Linked DNA regions of Mus musculus: regions 1, 3, 4 and 5 are each linked to region 2. The links are chromatin contacts, called in public HiChIP or PLAC-seq and Micro-C maps. All regions are on one chromosome and are shown on one strand. Each heading gives the region's core, a stretch centred on a gene start, on an enhancer-like site or on the middle of the called end of the contact. The rest is flanking DNA. Distances are from core to core; before and after follow the strand shown.

Region 1 (2,700 bases), core at 160-2,659, 500 kb before region 2:
ATTCCTTGGTTCATGGTACTGCATCACTTCAACCTTGCTTCCACTATTCTGCCTCTCTCTCTGAATCTGCCCCTCTTCCTTCCTTCTGATAAGGTCTACTTGTGACCATATTGGGTCCTGGGCAGTGGCAGTGTGTGTGTGTGGGGGGGGGGGGGCAGAGGGATGAGGAGATCTTTAAATCCTAAATCACATTTGCAAAAAGTCTCTTTGGCAACATAAGATAATATATTCACAGGCTCATAGAATTAGGACATTATTGTCCCTGGAGGACATTGTTCTTTTTACCCCAGAAGATGGAGCAAGTGTTGTAGTTACATGCCCATGGAGAGAATTAAGTTGCCCTGTGATATGTAGCCTCTCCCTCTCTCCCATTCTTCTTCTCCCATCTCTGTCTCTTTTGTTGAAGTAAGGTCTCACATAGCCCTTACAACATACCCAAGGCAGGCTTGAGCTTCCGATTGTCCCATTTCTCCTTCCAGAGCTCTGGGACTGCAGGCATGCACTACCACACCTGCTGGCTTGATCCCTGTACAAAGTTATCCAATCTAGAAAAATTTTAGCATATGAGGAGACTAGGAGCAACAAAAATACAGAATACTCATTTTTAATTAAGTCCACAGTAATAGAATACTCACAACTGCAGTTCTGTGCAGTAGTGAGGGAAAGGCAGAGGACAGTTTTGTGGAGTGGGTTCCAAGTACTGAACTCAGGTTGCCAGACTTGCACACAAGTGCCTCTCCCTGCTGAGCCATCTTGCTGACCCAGGTGTGTTAAGTTTTCAGAGACATTTATTTGCTCATACTGTTAAAGGGCTCGTCCAGACCTGGCAGCGACTGGCATCCCTGACCTAGGATTTCCCTGTCTTCCCCCATGTTTCCTAAGCCTGGCCATGTGTTAGCACCCACAGCCCCACGTTCAGCTCGGTAAGCTGCCCTGTTTATCCCAAGCAGAAGATGAAGGCTAATAATATTTGGACCCAAGTCAGAGGAAGGGCCAGACCTGGGTGGGGGTGAGGAGAGCATGTTGGATCTGAGTCAGAGGATGGATCTGAGAAGTGGCCAGGAGAAAGCACTATGGACTCACACACTTGATCTTAGCCAAAAGGCCAAGAAACCATAGCACTATGGATTCACAAAGAAGCATTCCAAAGACTTATTTTTAACCCAGGCCTGGCATTAACTACATACTTGTCTTTTGCTAAATAGTAAAGAATGTTCAGAAATAACTCCCAAATGGAAAAATGTCTTCCTCACAGAGGGCTAGTTTAATCTCATTACCTGACCTAGGGCCCAGCTCCCTTCTCTCACTGAAGACCTCCCAGGTGGCTCTTTCCTGCAGAGTGTTGTCTCACAGGATGTGGGATCTAGCTGCTATACCCTTCCCTCCTGAGCTGGTCAAGCCCCTGCTGCTGAGACCTCTCCGCCAGAGCCTGGCCTAATCTATTGCCATGGTGACAGTGAGCTGCTGCTTAGCACCAGCCTGGAAACTGGGCTGGAAGCTGAGCGGAGAGCTGGGGCTACCAGGCACTCTTGGGAGCCTTGGAAAGAAAGACCCCTCTGGGGGCCCCTGGGAACCTCTCATGGGCTTTGCTCTTACAGGGAGGAGCCATGAAATTTGTAAGGCTTAAATTGTCTTCTTCCATATTGGAATCAGAGTTTATAAAGATTCCTTTCTATGGTAGAGCCAGTAAGCACACTCCTGCCTTTCACATTGGTGTGTACTTTTATCCTTGGCTTCCAATGGAGTTAGCTAGAGTCTGCGTCTGCCAGGAAGACCTGCCTGCCTTTTGATGTAGGTGAGTTAGAATTCAGAATTGAACACATCCTATATAGTCCTGTTGGTGATGGTATATAGTATTCAGTGTCAGAAATTTAGGTGATTTCCAAGCATTATTTTATTCAACTCTCACAACATTTTTTTTTCCGGACTGACGATATGGCTTAGTGGGTAAAGGTGTCTGTAGCCAAGGCTGACACTCAGCCCGAGTGTGATCCTGGGACACAGAGCAGAAGGAGAAAATCAGCGCCCGCAGCTGTGCTCTTCCTTCACGTGTGTGCTGCAGCAGGAGCTCACACATAGACAGATGTCAAAAATGGAAACGAACTTGTTTTTATTTATATGCATGTGAGCATTTTGCCTGCATGTGTGTAAGTGCCCTCAGAGGCCAGAGGTAACCGACTGGAGTTGCAGGTGGTTGTGAGCTGGCGTGTGGGTGCTAGGACCTTAAGCCAGGCTCTCTGCAAACACAAGTGCTCTTAATTGCTGAAACTTGTCTCCAGCCCCTAAAACATTTTTTAAGACATAAGAAACATAAGTTTAGTCAGGCAATGATAGCTCACACCTTAAATCCCAACACTTGGGAGATAGAGGCAGGCAGATCTCTGAGTTCGAGGACAGCCAGGGCTACTCAGAGAAACCCTGTCTTGAAAAACCAATAAGGAAAGGGGAGAGGAGGGAGAAAGAGAAAAAAGAAAAATAAAGTTATGATCATATTTTAGATAGTTTTGGCTGGAGAAATGGCTCAGTGGTTAAGAATGTTTACTGCTGTAACTCAGGACCTGCCTGGAGTTTAGATTCCAGCTCCCACACAAAACATTTCACGAACACCTTCATCTCTAACACCAGATCCAAGGATCTCTGTGCCCTCTTCTGGCTTCAGTGGGCACCTGCACAGACACGTGAAAACAGTCACATGTGAAA
Region 2 (2,700 bases), core at 40-2,539:
GTGTGTTAATGGCATGGCATATGTGTGGAGGTCAGAGGTCGGCTTTCAGGAGTTGGTTCCTCTTCTGCCACCACAGGGATCCCGGAGATTGAACTCAGGTCACCAGACTCAGGGGGGAGTGACCTTTAGAGACAGGGCTGAATCATAAGAGCACCATCCAATTTCCCACCCACACTAAGAGGCCTGGTCCTCAGGAACACGGGCTGCAAATGTCAGGAAGCGGCGGAAACCTGGTGTAAGGGCAAAGCAACTAGCTTTCCACCAGCGGGAGAGGCGGGCGGCCAGCTTGCAGGCAGACCCTCTTCCTGGCCTCTGCCAACTGGGACCAAAGGCTCTCCTCTTTCCCCAGCGCTGGCATTCTCCGAATTCAGAAAAGCTGCTCTGGAAGGCGGGAGAGGGAACCCCCGGGATCCACATGGCAGGCAGGGAGAGTCCAGCAAACTGCATTGTGTCCTCCACACAGGAGGGAACAGATGCTGGGCAGGCAGCGCAGCTCGAGCTGGAGAGGCCCTCATCCCAGGGCTCCGTGTGAGTGAATTACTGGCAGGGGACCATGTTGTCCTGAGCCCGTGTGCTCCTTTACAGGCCCTAAAACCCGCGGTCTCACCGCTTCCCTGCAGCCCGAGCCACACTGCTGGGCCAGTCCCCTGACCTCAGGGGTCCTCTGCTAGTAAGGGCCTGCCAGCTCACCCTGAGGTCCTCCATGCAGGACAAAGGCCGCCTCCTTCAGTCTGGAAATGACTGCTCTCAGTCCAGGTGTCTTTGAATGGGCACTGTCTGCTCAAACAACCCAAAGCCACCTTCTCCATTCCTTACTGTTAGCATGTGCTGCCCGTGTGAAAAGAAAGATCTAAAAGATCTAAGTACTTTCACTTTAAATTGTTCTCAGCTTGGCTTTTTTTTTTTTTTTTTTTTTTTTTTTGGTTTTTCGAGACAGGGTTTCTCTGTGTAGCCCTGGCTGGCCTGGAACTCACTTTGTAGACCAGGCTGGCCTCGAACTCAGAAATCTGCCTGCCTCTGCCTCCCAAGTGCTGGAATTAAAGGCGTGCCACCACTGATCGGCTTGGCTTCTTTTTTTGTTGTTTGTTTGTTTGTTTGTTTGTTTGTTTTTGTTTTTTGTTTTTGCGGAACAGGGTTTCTCTATATATCCCTGGCAATTGACAGGTTGGGGTCCTGTGTTCAGAGGACAGGTGTGGTAGTCACAGAGCGGGGATGGGGATGCTTTGTGCCACCAGCCAGGCTCTCCCTCGCGAGGCGCAGAGCCGGGGCCAGCACGAGCCCCGCGCGCCCCCTGGCGGCGGAGCCGAGGAGGGACACTCTGGAGAGCCTGTGGCGTCTCAGCAGCTCTGGGGTCACAGCATCTGCCACCGCGGGCGGTCTCAGCTGTCTACGGACTATCCAGAACGGCGGAGCCCCGGTGTCCTCAGATCCTGGAAGTCACGCCCCTCCCGTCCCGGAGGATGAAGCTGAGGCTAAGGGGACAGCCAGGTGGAGCCTCAGAGCCCCCCACCCCGCGAGCCTCTGCTCCCACTGCCTGGTACTTCCACTGTCCCTGAAGGCATCTAGGCTCCGGGATTATTTGCCTTCTATACAGAAAAACCCTAGCAGCCAGCAGAGGCTTCCAGCAGCAGGAGGGTGGGGGGCGCTTCCCGGTACTGAGCATAAATTCCTTTCTTTTTAACTCCCTCCTCCCCTCTACGCACTTTGTCTCTGGGAGAGTACTGCATTTTTTCACGGTATATACACATTAATTAGAGCTCAAAACAAGCACTGTACATTTTTCTGCAAAACTTTGTTCTAGTAAAACAATAACAAAACTTCTGGGAGGCAGAGGCAGGCAGATCTCTGAGAGTTCAAGACCAGCCTGGTGTACAGATCGAACTCCTGGACAGCCAAGGCTAGGCAGAACAACTCTGTCTCCAAACAAACAAATATTGTATTTAGATTCTATTTTATGCATGTGTGCTTTTGCCTGCATATGTATGTGGACCATTTATTTGTGTGCCTGGCACAGGTGGAGGTCAGAAGATCTCCTGGAACTGTAGTTATGGGTGGCCGAAGTCTCCATGGGTGCTGGGAACTGAACTCAGGACCTCTGGAAGAGCAGTCAGTGTTCTTAATCACTGAGCCATCTCTCCAGCCCCCTGAATGTTTGTAGACAGGATTGGCCAAATTGGCTTTCAACTCAAACTTCTCCGCCTCCTCAGCACTGACCAGAGACTGGCTATGCCTTTGACCACTGAGAAATTAGCATTCGTGTTGATAGATACATACTGAACTAATATTACCATCACTAAAGTGCAAATTAACTCATGAACTTTTTCTTTTTCTTTTTTTTTTATTTTATTTTATTTTATTTTATTTTTTTTTGGTTTTTCGAGACAGGGTTTCTCTGTACAGCCCTGGCTGTCCTGGAACTCACTTTGTAGACCAGGCTGGCCTCGAACTCAGAAATCTGCCTGCCTCTGCCTCCCGAGTGCTAGGATTAAAGGCGTGTGCCACCATGCCCGGCTTACTTTTTCTTTTTCTTTTCTTGAGACAGGGTTTCTCTGTATAGTACTGGCTGGCTGTCCTGGAACTCACTCTGTATAGACCAGGCTGGCCTTGAACTCAGAAACCTGCCTTATCTTTGCCTCCCAAGTGCTTGGATTAAAGGCGTGTGCCACCACTGCCCGGCAACCCATTAACTTGTAAGTATCA
Region 3 (2,700 bases), core at 144-2,643, 410 kb before region 2:
TACAGTTAAGTCTTAGGGTGGATTGGAAAGGCAGGAATAACAGTTGTAGGAAATCTGATTAAAACCAAATGAGCTTGTCATCTTATGATGTACCATATAAATAATTTTTGTCTTTGTTATGTTGTGGTCACAAGCAGCTCCCAGATGTCAGTAGTTATTAAACATGGTTTGTTTTTTGCATATGCTGATGTCTTTAGTGTAGTTTTGTTCCAGGATTCAGGCTGGAGATAAGTCTATGATTTGAGGCTTTCTTATTGTGCCAGAAGGAAATGAGGCATGGTAGAATCTACACAGTGTTTCTCTGAAAGCTGTTCAGAAGTGAGCTATGCATTTCCTCCCCTCTTTCCTTTCTTCTTCCTCTCCCTCTCTTCTTTCACTTTCCTTTATCTGATTATTTTTTGAGACGGGGGCCTTGTTACAAAGGTTTGGCTCCTTATATAACCCAGGATGGGCTTGAACTTTTTTTGTTTTTTTTTTTTGTTTTTGTTTTTTTGAGACAGGGTTTCTCTGTGTAGCCCTGACTGTCCTGGAACTCACACTGTAGACCAGGCTGGCCTCGAACTCAGCAATCTGCCTGTCTCTGCCTCCCAAGTGCTGGGATTAAAGGTGTGCGCCACCACGCCTGGCTCTTTTTTTTTTTTTTTAAAGATTTATTTTATTTTACTTGTACACAATAGCTGTCTTCAGACACACCAGTCTTTGTTCATTGTGAATAGGAATAAGAAAGGGAAAACAGAAAGAAATACTCAGAAATCTACAGTTGTCTACCATTTGAGTGGGTGGTGAGTTGATCAATACAGGAGGTATCAATAATAGAAGATAGCTTAATTTAATTATGTTGAACTTGAGGTGTTTGTGGGACATCTAAATAGAGGGGACTAGTAAGGAAACTGGATAAGCTGGCATAAAGTTCACAGGATATAGAAAGTATTAATAAAATGCTCGAGTAGTAGGACTGGGAATTACAGCCCCAAACAGAGGTACCTTTGCTTCTTGAGTGCTGGGATTAAAGGCATGGACCACTGTGTCTGGCTGTGTATTCTATATTTTTAAAGTTTATGGTGTTTATACCTATCTTACCTGATAATTTTATTTGGTTCTTAATTTATATTTATGTCTTTTTTTCATTTAATACACACATATAGCACATATCAACAAAATACAGTATTTAGTTTTTGAAATGAACATTAAAAGGTATTTTTGTTTATATTTGTTGTTCATTGTTGTATGACATGGCTTGTGTGTACCGCTTCCTGCCTGTGGAGGTCAGGGGACAACTTTTTGAGAGTTACTTCCTTTCCATTGTAGATTCTGGAAATTGAACTTTAGTCACTGGGTTTGTGTCAAGCCTTTTTCACTGCTGAGCCATCTTGCTGTCTCCCCCGAGTTAATTTCACTTCCCATTTTCCCTCTTTGTTTCTGCAGGGAACCCACGGTCTAGGCGAGCCCTGGACCACGAGCTCCTCCTTTTTTCTTTTCTGAGTAATATTCAGTGCTGATGGGAAGTCCTGAGTTAAAGGGTTTTATAATTATCCAGTCAGACTTATATTTTACATTACTTGGTAGAAGGTCAAACGTTTACTGAAAAATAAGTTAAGGGACATAAGAGACTATTAGGTGTATTTTAATACTTTGGTTTGCAGTTCCTTCAACCCTCCTCATTGTAAAACCTGATCTGCCTAAGCGATTCTGCCTTCTTATCTATGAGTTGTTAGAACTACTTTTGCCTGTCCACCCCTTCCATTTAGTTACTAGGGAACAAAGCTGTTATGGCAGGATGGTCAAGCACTATCTATTCCTTCAGTTAGAATCGGAGTAAAAGAAACCCTTAGATCTCTGGGCCCTCTATCCCATCTTAGATAAAAGGCAGAGAAAAATTGTTTATAGTCAAGTTTCCTTTTTTTTGTGCCCCTCCTTATTAAATACTTATCATTTGATAAAAGGGTGAATAGTTAAGATTTTTAGGCAGATGCCAGATAAATATAATAAACATTATTTTAAATCTCATAAATGAACTTAGAAAAAGGTAAAGAAAAAAATCTTAGAGAAAAATGGACGCGAGTGAGCTGGGGATGGATGTAACTCAGTGGAGTAACACTTGTCTACAGTATACAAAGGCTTAGGTCCATGAATGCCCAACACTGGAGGAGAAAAGGGACTGAAAGCTACTCATGGTTGTCCTCCCAAGAGGCCCAACAAGCAGCTGACTGAGACAGATGTACATACTTATACCCAACCAATGGACAGAAGTTGGGGACCCCTGTGGTTGAATTAGGGAAAGGCTGGAAGAAGCTGATGAGGAGGATGACCCTATAGGAAGACCAGCAGTCTCTACTAATCCAGACCCCAGAGATCTCTCAGACACTGAGCCACCAACCAGGTAGCACACATACCAGCTGGTCTGAGGCCCCCTACATATCTACAGCAGAGGACTGCTGGGTGCAAGATGTGCTAACCCTTGACAGACATAGGGCCCCAGGGAGTGGGGAGGCCCGGCGGAAGGGGTAGGGTTGGGGAGACATCCCCTTAGAGACGAGGGAGGGGGCATGGGATGAGAAACTGGAAGGGCAGACTGGGAGGGAGGTAACGACTGGACTGTAAAAAAAAAAAAGTAATAAAACGAACAAACAAAAAACCCTAAAGTTTTGGGCTATCATGGGACTTCAATTTTAACAGCTTCAGAGACTTTCTACATTCTTA
Region 4 (2,700 bases), core at 29-2,528, 390 kb before region 2:
TGTACTCTTTGGTTGGTGGTTTAGTCCCTGGGAGCTCTGGGGGTACTGGTTGGTTCATATGGTTGTTCCTCCTCTGGGGCTGCAAGCTCCTTCAGCTCCTTCAGTCCTTTCTCTAGCTCTTCCATTGGGAACTTTGTGCTCAGTCTAGTGGTTAGCTGAGAGCATCCGCCTCTGTATTTGTCAGGCACTGGCAGAGCCTCTCAAGAGACAGCTGTATCAGGCTCCTGTCAGCAAGCACTTGTTGGCATCCAACTTGTTGGGTTTGGTGACTGTATTTGGGGTGAATCCCCAAGTGGGACAGTCTCCGGATGGCCTTTTCTTCAGTCTCTGCGCCATACTTTGTCTCTGTATCTCCTCCCATGGGTATTTTGTTCCCCCTTCTAAGAAAGGCTTGAAGTATCCATACTTTGGTCTTCCTTCTTCTTGAGCTTCATTTGGTCTATGAGTTGTATCTTGGGTATTCTGAGCTTCTGGGCTAATATCCACTTATCAGTGAGTGTATACCATGTGTGTTCTTTTGTGATTGGGTTACCTCACACAGGATGATATATTCTAGTTTCATCCATTTGCCTAAGAATGTGATGAATTCATTGTTTTTAATTTGGCAGTTCCTCAGAAAATTGGACATAGTATTACCTGAGGACCCAGCTGTACCATTCCTGGGCATATACCCAGAAGATGCTTCAACATGTAATAAGAACACATACCTGTCTCAAATCTTAAGTGACAGGACTATGATTTGAAGACATCTCTGTCTCCAAGTCTCGTTCTTTCTATTATACCGCATGTGTCTCTGTCTGTTATATTGCTGTAGCTGTTAAACGGAACAGGGTAACTTTCTGTTAGTGTTTCAGTACGACAAGGCAGTTAATGGGATAAGTAGGCATACTAAGAAGATTGCACTTCATAGGACTTAGGTCAGCTAAGTTAGAGTGTAAACCTGTCAACTTGCGTGTGATAAGTCATATGTTGTAGTTTCCAAGACTATAAATGAAGATCACATATGTTCAGGTTTCTAATGGTACATGTGTGTGTGAGCTTTGAAACTTAGAAAATTCACTAATGTAAAAAAATATGACTGACACATCATGTGGCTTGGTGAATGATATTGTTCTTATAACCAAGAAACACTTAGTTGATCTTGGCAGTATGCCATTGAAACTCAAAGAAATAGCATCTGTCAATCACAGTCATTTCTTGGAAGGAAGCATTGAAAAACGGCACAGCAGTTATTCTCCTTGACCTCTTTCCCTGAAAGGGAATTGGATTAGGCAAGCTGGTTTCATAATAGAGTAGAGCTTCTCTCTTGTCCCTGGGGAATTTAAGCCGAGCAGCCAGACTTGCTGTGTGAAGCCAGTACAATCTGGTTTTCAAGGATTTAACTAAATTCACTGTGATTAAGGTTTTATGAGGGATGCACATTGCAAAGCAGCAGCTTTAAAAATGCTGCATCTGAGTCAGTCCATGTCTTTAGATTGGAGAACAGAACAGAACAGAACAACTAAGTAAATTCAGGGAATGCTCCTCACCAGTTCTGTAGTATCTTAAAGAGAAGCCTAGATTTCGAAGCTGAAAAGTAGGCAGAAGGGGACATTATATAGATTATATAATGAGTCTTTGTGTAGGCAGTGCTTGATATTTCTTCAGGTTTTAGTTTATAAGCTGACTCAAGGATTTTATTTCACCGTACAGAAAGAGAAAACCATGTTGAGCATAGTGGTATAGCCTGTATTCCCAGTAGTGAGCAGGCAAGAAGTGTGAGCATTCTTGCAGGTTGTAGGTCAGCCTCATCTGCATGGTAGCTCCAGGCAAGTCACCACTACATAACATGACCCTGTCACGAACACATAAAGCTAACCGAAAGGTAAACAAACACACAGTACACAGTGGGAATATAGTTAGTATATAAATATTAATAGAAATCAGTCACAGACCAGATATAATGGCACCTACCTATAATCTCAGCTCTGGGGAAACAGAGGCAATTGGATCTCTGTTTGTTCAAAGCCAGCCTGATATATGTAGAAAAATTCCAGCCCAGCAAATGGTTTATAGTGAGACCCTGCTTTAAAAAAAATTACAGTATTTCAATTATTACCTTAAAAATGAAGGCATGCTGGAGAGGCCCCCTATACCCTGGTAAAACTCAACATTGTCTTTGATTAGGCTGATCTTGCTTCATTCCTTTCACAAACAGTGGCTGGCTTTGCTAGGAGTTTCATGCAATGCAAATCCCTTGTGATTCTTTTTAAATGGTTATTGATTAGCCTGGCATCATGGCGCAGATCTTAACTCTTAGCTTGCAGGAGGCTGAGGAAGGGTGATTACAGTGGATTTGAGGCCTGCATGGCTCACACAGTGTGACCCTGTCTCAAGAAGAAAAAACAAAATAGGCCTGGGGACATGGCTTAGTAAGAGTGCTTGCTCTGTAAGCAAGAGGACCATGAGTTTTCACATAGAAAGCTGGGGCATGACTTCATATGCCGATAACCCTTCCTGGCATTGTGGGGCAGAAACAGGCAGAACATTAGAGCCAACCAGTTAGCATAATCTAAAACAGTGAGCATCCAGTTCATTGAGAGACCCTGTGTCAAGGCAGTAGGGTCTAGGATGATGGGGAAAACATTTGACATCCTGCTCATGTTGGGGTAGGTGCCCCCTCACACTTAAGGAACCATACAAACACACGCACACACACAC
Region 5 (2,700 bases), core at 186-2,685, 470 kb before region 2:
TACACTAAGTGATATAGGCAGGTCTGCCTGTGATGGGCAGCACCATTCCCAAGACAGGGGATCCGGGACTGTGTTAAGTACAGAGAAGGTGCTGAGTACCAGTAAGCATGCATGTATTCATTTCTCTCTGCTCTTGATTGTGGATGCAACCAGCTAAGGTCCCTGTCTAAGGTTTTCCACAATGATGGACTATGACCTAGAATTGTGAGTCCAGAATACATCCTTTTAGCCTTATAGTTGCTATGTCAGGATATTTTATCACACCAACAAGAATAAAATTAAAACACAAAATGAGCCCCCAAATTGAATTAGATTCCTCACATAGTTCTGGAGACTTGGGTACCAATTAAGCATGTATCTGAAGTGTAGGAGTCAATTTGCTCTTAAACAACAGAGATAACAGAAACGATCTATATCTGGCTGACTGTGAGCTATTCTTACAGAAACAAGAAATGAAAAGCTATGCTATTGAGTTGTCCGTCAACAAGGAAAAGTTACTCAAGGTTCATTCAGTCCAGTCTCCTAGCCGTTGAGGGAGACTTGCTTAGGGGAGCTGTGACTTAAAGAAGCTGCAAGAAAGAAAGAACTGACGGAAGGAAGGAAGGAAGGAAGGAAGGAAGGAAGAAAGAAAGAAAGAAAGAAAGAAAGAAAGAAAGAAAGAAAGAAAGAGAGAAAGAAAGAAGAACTGAGTGGAGAAGGGAACGACAGAAACTTCATGAGGCAGCTGGGCCACAGGTATTCATCCAAGATGGACTAGTTTCCTGCGGACAAACCCGAAGGTGCATCAGGGACAGTTGATGGAAATCACAGTCCATCCAGCCCTGACATACCTGAGCGATAAAGGCTTGGTGTTGACATGTTCTCAGGATAGACATCTGTCCCCACAGGTAACAGCAGCTACTCTGAGTGACTCCGAGGTTATTTCCCCATATATATCTCGAGCAGGAAGAATTTAAAGAAGCAAAACCCCCAAACTCCGGTTCTTCTCCACCAGGGTTCTAGGTAAAGTTGAGAAAGATCTAACTAACAAAAAGCAAGAAAAGATTGGTAGGGCTGGGGAATTGGGCAGGAATGGAGTGAAAACTCTTGCCTGCTTTAGGCATCCCCCTGCCACCCTAAACTGAGAGAAATGTCCTCTCCTAAAAGTCACGTCAAACAACCTTAGGACCAACTAAAGATTCAGTCAAGTGCCTCTGGGACACAACTTGCACGCATCCCCCCCCCCCCCCCCCCCCGCGAGGGTCTTCTGTAGGGTGAAGGTTCCCGAATACCCCCACCCCAGCCCCTTCGGGCATTTAGGCCGCCAAAGCTGGGGCTCCTCCTCTCCAGCGTCTGACTCTCCCCTTGCTTTTCTTCGCTCGGGCCCTCCCCCAGCCTCCGCGGATGGGGGGGCCGGGCTTGGCTCCGCGAGGCCCGTGCATTCCAGAGAGCAGGGCCAGCTAGAGCAACAAAGGAGCCCGGTAGTCGGCAGGGAGAGCTCAGGGGGCTGCGGCGCGCTCGCGCGGAGGTGGCTGCTGGGCCGCGGGCTGGCGTGGGGGCGGAGCCGGGGACCCACTCCCGCACCCCCCCCCCCCCCCCGGCCGGCGCCTGGCCTCCATCGAGGGGCTGGGAGTCGGTTTTAATGGTGGGAGAGGGAATGGGGCTGGAGATCGGGGCCCCGGAGGGTTCCCAGGGTTGAAGACAGCTTCGATCTCCAGGCCAGGGAGTCCGGGGTCTGTGCATCCTGGCCCGGGCCTGCGCTGCTCAACATGGGGCCCGGGTTCCAAAGTTTGCAAAGTTGGGAGTCGAGGGGCCCGGACGCGCGCGGCGCCTGGCGAAAGCTGGCCCCAGACTTTCGGGGCGCACCGGTCGCCTAAGTAGCCTCCGCGGCCCCCGGGGTCGTGTGTGTGGCCAGGGGACTCCGGGGAGCTCCGGGGCGCCTCAGCTTTTGCTGAGTTGGCTGTTTGGCCATGGCCGCTGGCCGCCCCGTGCGTGGGCCCGAGCTGGCGCCCCGGAGGCTGCTGCAGTTGCTGCTGCTGGTACTGCTGGGGGGCCCGGGCCGGGGGGCGGCCTTGAGCGGGAACGTGACCGGGCCTGGGCCTCACAGCGCCAGCGGGAGCTCGAGGAGGGACGTGCCGGTGACCAGCCCTCCGCCGCCGCTGCTGAGCCACTGCGGCCGGGCCGCCCACTGCGAGCCTTTGCGCTACAACGTGTGCCTGGGCTCGGCGCTGCCCTACGGAGCCACCACCACGCTGCTGGCTGGGGACTCGGACTCGCAGGAGGAAGCGCACGGCAAGCTCGTGCTCTGGTCCGGTAAGCGCGCGGGAGTCGGGATTGCGACGCGGAGGTGATGGGACCGGCCACTGACGGAAAGAAAAGGCTCAGGCCTCAAACTGTTGGGCGGGCGCGGCTTGCACCCGGAATAGTTGGAGAAACGAGTCCGGAACTTTTGGGACAGGTTGCGTGCGGGAAGGAGACTCTGCGTGTTGGAGAAGGGGTCGGGGCAAGAGACCAGGGAAGCCAGTCGGTCACAAAGAGCCCGAGTAAGGATGGGGTTAGGGGGATGCAAGGAGGGAGAAGAGATGTATTCGTGAAGCAACAGTCCATGGGGATTCTGGGCAGTGTTCAGACCTTGAGGCAATCTGAGTTGTAGAGAAGAAAGAGAGGATGAAGGTGGAAGACATTTAAGGATTTGGAGGGAAGGGGCGAGGAAAACTTGTA

The links. Hi-C and Micro-C count contacts between places; a contact is called where the count stands out from the background. HiChIP or PLAC-seq counts read pairs in DNA pulled down with a chosen protein or histone mark.
Region 1: a contact with region 2 is called in a Micro-C map of palatal mesenchyme, with 2.3 times the contacts expected there. The contact joins two enhancer-like sites. A contact is called at or near these places in 6 of 39 promoter capture datasets (the 3T3-L1 cell line, embryonic stem cells, hippocampal neurons and 3 more), 2 of 15 datasets of contacts at CTCF or cohesin (embryonic stem cells and large pre-B cells), 21 of 484 Hi-C or Micro-C datasets (the Ba/F3 cell line, the CH12 cell line, the N1E-115 cell line and 14 more), 6 of 115 datasets of contacts at active chromatin or transcription factors (astrocytes, embryonic basal ganglia, embryonic midbrain and 3 more) and 1 of 9 other capture datasets (embryonic stem cells).
Region 3: a contact with region 2 is called in an H3K4me3 HiChIP or PLAC-seq map of bone marrow-derived macrophages, with 3 times the contacts expected there. The contact joins two enhancer-like sites. A contact is called at or near these places in 1 of 15 datasets of contacts at CTCF or cohesin (large pre-B cells), 1 of 484 Hi-C or Micro-C datasets (nephron progenitors) and 3 of 115 datasets of contacts at active chromatin or transcription factors (bone marrow-derived macrophages, embryonic basal ganglia and embryonic midbrain).
Region 4: an H3K4me3 HiChIP or PLAC-seq map of embryonic midbrain shows a contact between it and region 2, with 4 times the contacts expected there. The contact joins two enhancer-like sites. A contact is called at or near these places in 2 of 15 datasets of contacts at CTCF or cohesin (the NIH/3T3 cell line and large pre-B cells), 2 of 484 Hi-C or Micro-C datasets (CD4 T cells and group 2 innate lymphoid cells) and 6 of 115 datasets of contacts at active chromatin or transcription factors (bone marrow-derived dendritic cells, bone marrow-derived macrophages, embryonic basal ganglia and 3 more).
Region 5: a contact with region 2 is called in an H3K27ac HiChIP or PLAC-seq map of extraembryonic endoderm stem cells, with 8 times the contacts expected there. The contact joins the promoter of Smo here to the enhancer-like site in region 2. A contact is called at or near these places in 1 of 484 Hi-C or Micro-C datasets (bone marrow-derived macrophages), 7 of 115 datasets of contacts at active chromatin or transcription factors (bone marrow-derived macrophages, embryonic forebrain, embryonic midbrain and 3 more) and 1 of 9 other capture datasets (embryonic stem cells).

What each region holds. Positions count from the first base shown.
Region 1 is chr6:29,706,667-29,709,366 of GRCm38.p6, forward strand. All of the region lies in intron 1 of Tspan33 (tetraspanin 33), which reads left to right. Among named protein-coding and RNA genes, the nearest start is that of Tspan33, 14 kb to the left of the region's middle. Within about 2 kb of position 1,410, at least 36 of the 459 cell types and tissues checked have an H3K27ac peak or open chromatin away from gene starts, as enhancers often do.
Region 2 is chr6:30,204,477-30,207,176 of GRCm38.p6, forward strand. No RefSeq gene overlaps it. Among named protein-coding and RNA genes, the nearest start is that of Gm31221, 28 kb to the left of the region's middle. Within about 2 kb of position 1,290, at least 41 of the 459 cell types and tissues checked have an H3K27ac peak or open chromatin away from gene starts, as enhancers often do. A contact at or near this core is called in bone marrow-derived macrophages, where this site is marked.
Region 3 is chr6:29,793,403-29,796,102 of GRCm38.p6, forward strand. The region is part of intron 1 of Ahcyl2 (S-adenosylhomocysteine hydrolase-like 2); the gene reads left to right. Among named protein-coding and RNA genes, the nearest start is that of Ahcyl2, 26 kb to the left of the region's middle. Within about 2 kb of position 1,394, at least 42 of the 459 cell types and tissues checked have an H3K27ac peak or open chromatin away from gene starts, as enhancers often do. A contact at or near this core is called in bone marrow-derived macrophages, where this site is marked.
Region 4 is chr6:29,813,488-29,816,187 of GRCm38.p6, forward strand. All of the region lies in intron 1 of Ahcyl2 (S-adenosylhomocysteine hydrolase-like 2), which reads left to right. Among named protein-coding and RNA genes, the nearest start is that of Ahcyl2, 46 kb to the left of the region's middle. Within about 2 kb of position 1,279, at least 57 of the 459 cell types and tissues checked have an H3K27ac peak or open chromatin away from gene starts, as enhancers often do.
Region 5 is chr6:29,734,062-29,736,761 of GRCm38.p6, forward strand. Smo (smoothened, frizzled class receptor) reads left to right here and starts at 1,436. Exons shown (of 12, transcript NM_176996.4): 1 at 1,436-2,292. The coding sequence starts at 1,950.